Regions from separate parts of the Oryctolagus cuniculus genome. Here all the other regions are linked to region 3. Evidence: chromatin contacts called from public Hi-C and Micro-C data. All regions are on one chromosome and are shown on one strand. Each heading gives the region's core, a stretch centred on a gene start, on an enhancer-like site or on the middle of the called end of the contact. The rest is flanking DNA. Distances are from core to core; before and after follow the strand shown.

The links. Hi-C and Micro-C count contacts between places; a contact is called where the count stands out from the background.
Region 1: a Hi-C map of psoas muscle shows a contact between it and region 3, with 4 times the contacts expected there. The contact joins the promoter of PRELID3A here to the promoter of SPIRE1 in region 3. A contact is called at or near these places in 5 of 6 Hi-C or Micro-C datasets (ear pinna, embryonic fibroblasts, liver and 2 more).
Region 2: a Micro-C map of ear pinna shows a contact between it and region 3, with 5 times the contacts expected there. The contact joins the promoter of AFG3L2 here to the promoter of SPIRE1 in region 3. A contact is called at or near these places in 4 of 6 Hi-C or Micro-C datasets (ear pinna, liver, psoas muscle and 1 more).

Annotation. Positions count from the first base shown.
Region 1 is chr10:69,284,295-69,286,994 of mOryCun1.1, forward strand. It overlaps PRELID3A (PRELI domain containing 3A), which reads left to right and starts at 1,450. Exons shown (of 6, transcript XM_008261009.4): 1 at 1,450-1,566. The coding sequence starts at 1,535.
Region 2 is chr10:69,260,874-69,263,573 of mOryCun1.1, forward strand. It overlaps AFG3L2 (AFG3 like matrix AAA peptidase subunit 2), which reads right to left and starts at 1,449. Exons shown (of 17, transcript XM_070050510.1): 1 at 1,087-1,449. The coding sequence starts at 1,203. It overlaps LOC138844057 (a long non-coding RNA gene), which reads left to right and starts at 2,534. Exons shown (of 2, transcript XR_011379446.1): 1 at 2,534-2,662.
Region 3 is chr10:69,511,022-69,513,721 of mOryCun1.1, forward strand. It overlaps SPIRE1 (spire type actin nucleation factor 1), which reads right to left and starts at 1,423. Exons shown (of 17, transcript XR_007921864.2): 1 at 826-1,423.

The DNA of each region.
Region 1 (2,700 bases), core at 200-2,699, 230 kb before region 3:
TCCTGGGATCCAGCAGTGAGGTAAACAGGGCCCTGCCCAGTGCTGCTGGCACTCTGCTCAGCAGTTGTGTCTCACTTCCTTGCACTTTGTGGTGGTACATGGTAGATATAAATTTCAAAGGCAAAAACAACAACAACAACAACCACCCAAAAACAAAAAAAAAAATGAAATTCTCCCCTGGAGTAAAAATGAAAAGGATCCCTTTCCCTTCCTTCCCTGAGTTACTTAAAGAAACGTAACTGCAAGCTGCTGTTCTGACACGTATGCACTGTTGTTTTAAGATTGATTTCTGTATTTGAAAGGCAGAGTTACAGAGGGAGAAGGAGAGGCAGAGAGAGAGGTCTTCCACCTACTGATTCACCCTGCAAATGGCTGCAACAACCAGGGCTGGGCCAGGCCAAAGCCAGGAGCCAGGAGCTTCTTCCAGGTTTCCCACGTGGGTAGCAGGGGTCCAAGCACTTGGTCCAAAGCACTTGCTGCTTTCCCAGGTGCACTAGCAGGGAGCTGGATCAGAAGCAGAGCAGCCAGGACTCGAACTGGTGCCCACGTGGGATGCAGGCACTGCAGGCTGTGGCTTTTAACCCACTGAACCACAGAGCCGACCCCATAGGCGCTGTTTTTAAAGGCCAAGTAAGCCCCCTTTCTAGTTTATAAACCAGGAATATTTTTTTCCCTCCAGGCTTTGGGAGCCGCCTCTTGTAAATGCCATTACCAAGGAAGATGGCAGCCCCACCTCCCGAGGTCCCAGGGAGGGAAGGGACCCAGCACCAAGGTCCTGCCAGGCTGCAATTTGCAAACCCCTTCTGTTGCCAAGATTCGAGAAACGTCCCTTGTCAGCAAAGAAGAGACAGAGCACGCAGCCACAGCAGACCAGGTTTACTCAGAAGAGCGAAGTCCGGAAGGGGCTCAGTCCCAGGTGAACACACAGCAGAGAGGGGGCCGCTCCCTTAGCGGCTTCTACGGTGCAAAGGGGCGGGAAGGGGCTTGGGGGTCTGAGCTAAAGCTGGGCTGCGCGATGACAGGGTGAGCTGGGAGGGGTTTGTGCTGAAGCTGAGGCTGGACCCTGAGGGTGAGCTGCCGAGTGGCGTGCGCGGGGTGGCGGGGAGCCTGGGGGAGTGGAGAGAGCAACCTCCTCCTCCTTAGCCGACCGCCTGTGGTGCGCCCCGCATTCTGGTTACAGCTTAGCTACCCGCGCTCTGTTTCCTTTCTCTTTACCCCTGTGGGGAGGTCCTCCAGCAGGACTGGCATTTTTGGTTTTCACGATACTGCCCAAGCGGAAACCGCGCAGCCGGAAAGGCTCTGGGAGAAAGTGGACGAGCTGGGAACGAGCCCCCAGGCCCCATATTTACAGCCGCGCAAGTCACTGCGAACCTCACAGCGGCCGCCCGCATCCCTATTTTTAGCCTCCGCAGCCAGCGGATCACGTGGCCGGAGGGCGGTGCCTGCGCACGCCCCGCCCACTCCCCACCCCCCGCCCCCCGCTCCCGATGCCCGGTCCAGAGCGGCTCCGAGCGCGCGCCCTGCGGCCGCGACGATGAAGATCTGGAGCTCGGAGCACGTGTTCGGGTGAGGCCGGGCCGCGGGCCGCGGTGGGCTTTCTGCCGACACCGGCTTCTGTTCCTGAGCCCCGCTGGGTCTGCCCCGCAGAGGCCGCTCCCACCTCGGGACCCGCAGCCCTGAGGGATGGTAGTCTGCGGGCGGGGGACTCGCTGCTGCGGGGCGAGCGCACGGGGGAGGCGGAGCTGGCCGGTCCGGGCTGCCTGGGCCTACTGGCGGAGGAGGGCGGTGCGAGGGGTGGGGTCCGGGCAGGCGTCGTCCCCAACGGGGGCGGGCTGAGACCTGGGTGCACTGTGCTGCGTGCTGGGGCTAGGGGCTAGGGGGTCTCCTGAGCTGGTACGGGCCTGCGGATGTCATGCAGTGCCGGCGATCTGAGCCTTGGGGCTGTTTTCTGAAGGGTCCGCAGCCCGTGATGGCCCCGGAGGGAGCTGAGTGGGAAGAAGGCACCTAGGGGACCTTGGCCTTGAATTTCCTTGTAGGCCTCCAGGCCGTCCAGGCCATCCAGACCTAAGTGATGCCTCCTCTCAATCTGATCCATGGCGCTCCAAGATTACCCTTTAAGATTTTTCAGCATTTCATTTCCGGGAGGGAAAAAAAAAAACCAACTTCACAAAATGGAAGGATCCTTTGGCTTTTTAAATGTAAAATTAATATCAGCTGGTTTCAAAACCTCTGAATTTTTAAATTTATTTTTATTTGAGAGACACAGACCAAATCCAGGAGCCTGGATTTCCACCGGGGTCTCCCATGTGGGTGCAGGTGCCCAAGGACTTGGGTCATCTTCAGTTGCTTTCCCAGGCCATAGCAGAGAGCTGGATCAGAAGTGGAGCAGCCGGGACTCAAACCAGCGCCCAAATGGGATGCCGGCACTGCAGGTGGCAGCTTTACCTGGTACGCCACAGCACTGGCCCCATCAGTACATTTCTGAGAACTGTCCATAGTGAGATAGAGGTCTATGCAAATGTATACATAGATCACAATAGCTGGGTGACATTCCGTTGCATGAATGTGCCACAGTTTGCCCTTTCTCTTGTTGAAAGGACATCAGGGTTCCCCCTTCTTACAGAGCACGCTGCAGTGGCCAGCGTCGCGCGCGGGCGCAATGTGTGTGTGTGTGTGTGTGTATGGGTCAAAGGCCCAGGG
Region 2 (2,700 bases), core at 199-2,698, 250 kb before region 3:
TGGATGGAGTTTCAGGCTCCTGGATTAGGCCTGGCCCAGCCCCAAGCAAGTCCTTGGTGCCATTTTGGGAATGAACCAGCAGACAGAAGACCCACCTCTCTCTAATAAATAAATCTTTTAAAAAATAAAATTTGGAGGAAAATATTGCACCTACTGAACACGATTCAAAGTATACGAAAGAATGTGCATAGATTACATGCACTCAATACTGTTTTATATAGGGGATTTGAGCATCCTTGATGGAGCCCATTCCCCACGAACACCATGGGGTCACTGTACTATTACTCCCTCCTTTTAAGTGTCTCGGGCCATTAAGTGGTCAAGCCAACTTCCGATGGCTGACCCCAGGGCCTCAATCATGTTATGCACCGCTAAGGGCTGACAAGCCGCAGCTGTGTCAGCCAACAGCTGACACCCACTAATCAATACACCTTCCCTGAGACAGACGCCTGCCTGGTTCTGTCAACACTAGCATCACACTGCGCCCTGCACAGGGCTTGTTACCACTCAAGAGAAACAGCCTCCTGATGAGGGCAGGCCCTGTTATGTAACCAAATACGTAGTTACCACCCTGTGGAAGTGGCATTTTTGATACTGAGAATTCGTAGTTATTGGTATCTCCTAGGGCCAGTCTCAGAAGGCCAGCAACAGGCCCAATCCACAGCTGGGAAAACAAAGGACGCGGGGCCTTGCTCCAAATCTTCCGACTGCACAAGCCCCGCTGCGACCCTGAAATACACACACACCACACGCGTTCTGTTTTCCAAGGTCATAAAAGCAGGTAAAACACGCCGCGCCGTGACCCACGCAGGTTTCTGTTGCCTGCTGAGGACCAAGACCCGGCTCCACCACAGATGAGCGTTTCCCAGACGGAACCTAACACCCAGGGCCGGCCACACGAGAGCGCCCGCGGCACCACGGACACCGGGCCGGAGGGCCAGGTGCTCGGCTCGGACCCCACCAGGCACGCGGCCTCGTTCCCCAGGGGCCCGGCTGCGGCTCCGGCAGGGCGGTGACCTTGACGCCCGCTCGCGGCCGTAAGCAGGCTACCGGCAGGGCAAAGGGCGCCGGCCGCCCGGGACTCACCCTCCGGAGGCAGGGCCGCTGGCTGAGGCCCAGGCCGGCGCCAGGCACGAGCAGCGGCGGGAGGCCGCGGGGCCAGCAGCCGCCCCGGCCCCACAGCAGCAGGCAGCGGTGCGCCATGGCCGCCTGAGCGGCCCGCAGCGCCCCAGCGCTGCGCAGGCGCGGCGTATGCCGCCCACCGGCGGCCTCGGAAGCGGACTCGGCTCCGGCGAGAGCGGCTGCCGGGGAGCGCAGCCGGCCAAAGGCTCGCGAGGGAGCCCACGCCCCAAACACGCGCGTCTTCTCCCGCCGGCCCCGCCCCGGCGTGCCGACGTCGGCGTCCCCTCCGGGGGCCGGCTGCGACCCCAGGCTGGGCTGAAGGCGGGGCCTAGGGAGAGCAGCGCGGAGGGCGAGCGGAAAGCGTAGCCAAAGAGAGACGGGCTACGAAAGCGTGGGGCGGGGCCAAGAGGCACGCTTTCTAGAGTAGGGAGGGAGCCAATAGGAGGGGCGTGCTGTGGAGTGGGAGTGGGCGTGGGCGTGGCTAGCGTGGGCTAGCATATTGATAGGCCGCCGTGAGGGCAGGGGGCGGGACCTAGGGGGAAAGCGCGGAGGGCGAGTGGGGCGGTGAACATAGAATGGGGCGGGGCTTGAGGTGGGGCCAATGGGGACGAAGAGGCTGGAGGCGGGGCATAGGCAAGAGGGTCGAGCCAGGAGGCGCCAAGGGCTAGTGGCGGAGGTTTTCGGGGCTGCCCCCCTGAGCCGTTCTGTCTCTCAGGACTAGATGCTTTCACCTTTTTAGCATTCATGCTCTCGCCCAGTCACTGGTAAAATATATAATTGCTCGTCTGCCCACTGCCGAGCGTCGTGCCAAGCATCACGAGTCAGTTGGGCTGAACTCTGTAACAGCTCTCCTGGGCCCGACAGGAAGGTCTCAGGGAGTGAGACTGCGGAGTAGAAAGGGAGGACTTTGTAGGAGGATCCTCCGTGAGCTCTGCCAGTGACTGTGTCTGCTGTCGCGGATGGGAGAGGAACAGAAAAGGCGGGCGAGTGAAGAGGCGGCCTCAGAAAGCCGCGGGGGGGGGGGGCATCTGGAAGAACAGACGTGAGGAGGTCAATGACTATCTGACCTGTCCAAATGGCAAGCACCCAGATTTTGACAGCCCGCTCGCTGCTGGCCAGACGTTCTCAGAAACAACCGTCGGCCAGCCCCCGGGAGGGAATTTGGCGGTGCCTTCCAAAATGTCAAAGGCATGGACTCCAAGCCAGTTATCCCATTTATGGACACGTGCAATGGTGACATATAAAATGCTGTGAGCACAAGGTTAACGTGTGTAATGGCAGCATTATTTGCAGTAGCAATGACTGAAAATGACCCAAGTGTCCATCTGTAAGACCTGGTTAAAACTATGAAAAAAGCCACACAGTACAAAACGATGCAGCAATTTTTTAATGAGAAATTTTCTGTTCCCAGATAATATAGAGTAGCAGGGCCTGCAACGACCAAGAAATACAAAAAGCAAAATACCTGAAGTATGGTTTTGAAGACGTCAAACACCAGGCAGTGATGGCCAGCAACCCCGAGAGCCAGGAGACTGCCAAGGTGAGCCCTGGGATAACCTCGCTGTTTCCAGGCGCCCC
Region 3 (2,700 bases), core at 173-2,672:
GAAACCTATTATCAGTCTTCTGCTCTTCAAGGAGCACTCGGGTAAACCCCTGGCTAGAGCATGTCACTCTTCAGGAGATTATCCGGCAGAATTTACATTAGGCAGACAGAACGAAATCCCATTTTCTCCGACTCAACATCCTGTCCATTTTTTACAAGATTGCTTTCCATCACACACACACACACACACACAAGTTAACATATACGTAAGTGATATTTTCGAACCTCAAGTTAAACATTATTTAGTCCATTTCCCCCTTTCTCCAAAAAATACCAGAATTCTCAGGGCTTTAGAGTTCTTCACACTGCCAAACCGAAGGCATTGTGTCAGATTTAAAATACTAGCTGGTTATTCCTTCCTAAAGATGCGATTTCTAAGACTCCTTGACAAGCTCTCACGTGAACACTTCACAGCCCCTCAGCACACGGCGGGCACAGCCCCAAGCGCACGGCCCAGGCACGAACTACGCACACAGCTTCTCCGGAAAGCACGCAGCCCCGCATCGTTCCCCCGAACAAGCCCGCGCAGCAGCCGGTGGGACCCACCGCCTGCCGTGGGGGGCGCAGGCCCGCGCCGACCCCAGGCTCGCCCCAGGCCCCCTCCCAGCTCTTTGTGCAGCCATCCGCCCCCGCCCGAGACTCTGACGGACGCGGAGCTCTGCCTGCTCGCAGCATCCACTCCGCCCTCCCCACGTCCCCAGGCCCGGGTCCTGCCCACGGCGCACCGTAGGAGGGGGAGGATCGCGGGGACGAAAGGACTGAGCTCAGAGTCTGCAAAAAAGAGAGGGCCCGAGGATTGCGAGTGGAAGGGGCCCGGTGGGCTCACCCGCAGTGGGGGGCGGCTCTCCCTCGTCGCCGGCGGCGGGCGCCAGGGTGACGGCGCCGTCCCTCCAGATGCGGATCTGCTCGGCCGAGCGCACGCGGCGGCGGGGCTGGCGGCGGCGGGCGGCCGCGGCGCGCAGGGAGCCGCAGCACTGGTAGCACACGGCCCACGCCTGCTCCTCGTTGATGGGCTGGTTGTAGAGCCTCAGGATCTCTTCCAGGCTCAGGGCGTCCTCCGTGCCCCCGGCCGCGCCGGCCTCCGGCGGCCCCTCGCCGCTCGCCGGGTCGGCCCTCGGCTCCCCGCCGCCTGCCGGGCCGGCCGCCTGAGCCATCCCGCGGATAGGCGCTGCGCTTGGCCGCCGCGCCGTGTGTCCGCGTCTCCTCAGCTCCACAGCATCGTTTCCGCGCGACGCCGCCTCCTCATGCCCCGAGCCGCCGCCGCTGCCGCCGCCCAACCCGGCCGCGCGCGCCGCCCCGGGGACCGAGGCGAAGGCCCGGGCGGCGTAGGCGAGCGGAGGGCGGCGAGGACGCCGCGGATGTCTTGACCAGGCCGCCGCCGGCCGGTAGCTACGCGATGGCGTCCGCCCGCCCCGCCCCGCCTCGCCTCGCCCCGCCCCGCGCCCAGCCCTCGGGGCAGCCGCACGGTCCGGAGAGGGCGCTCGGTAGGGGTGGGGGGCCGGGGAGGGGGCGCGGCCGGGGGGCGCGTGGCGCGGGGTCAGGGGCCGCCGGAGGCGTGGCGCGTGGTCCGGAGAGGACGAGGAGTCGGGGGCTGCGTGGGGGGAGCCGCTGCGGGGGGCGGGGCGGGGCGCGCGGTCAGGAGGGTTCCCACGGTCGGGGACTCCGCCCCGCCGGCTGTGCTGGGGCCCTGAGCGTGTCCAGCGGGTCGCCACCCTGCGGAGCGGGGAAGTCGCTGTCCATGCCCGGGACTGGTTTCCCGACGATCTCATTAGGAGCTTGAACCCGGCCTCAGTTCAGGTCTGCAGAACCCCTCGCCTCTGGCTGCCCAGGACGTGTGCGCTGGCCCCTGGGCGCCGAGGCTCCTCTCGGCTCGCAGCCTGGACCACCGGCGCTGTGGTTCCTCGTGCCCTGCTCTGCTATGGTGAGGTTTCTGGTGTACTGAATCTCTCCAGAGTTCAGGGAGGGCGGAGATCTTTCCAGGTTTTGCTAACTGACTTCACCCAAAAGCCTAAATCAGGATCTGGGCTTGCAGCCGTCGGTTTCCGCGTCGTTTCGGATTCATTTGTAACATTTGTGCAACCTCTCACTAAGATCACGTGTCCCCGTAACCGCGTTCGTGGTAGCCCAGTTAGCTCAGCTGCTCATTCGGTGTTTAACTGATATCGCACTGACAGAATTGGACTGAGGGAGTTGAGCCATAGAATGCAACAAAGACATACTTTTGGGGGACCTCAATGAGCCCATTAAACCATGCAGTAAAAATAGGTAATTCTTAAATAGAACAATCACCCCACTGTTAAATGAGTTTGATTGGTAACAGTGTCCTCTGAGTGAGGCTATTCCTGTGTGGAAAACCTCCAGCTGAAAGTACCAAGAAACTTACACTAAGTAGTGACAGACCTTTCAGGGCAGAGTTTTGTGTGCAGCATTAGATATTGAATCACACTTTCATCTATTGTGTCCTGCAGTATGCAGTAGAAATTACAATAATCTGTTGTTAAATGCTTAAGATAACCACCATACGGGCAGGAATGGGGAAAAGCGAAAGGACCAATGGAGGCAGGAGAAGAGAGCGTCCTGCTACCTGGTACCTTATTATAATTTCACTACAAAAGGTAACAAACAACTCTTTAAAGTCGCATCACTTACTTGTGGGGGCATAATCCCACTTGTGAAAAAGTGCAGTATCACTGTGTGCCGA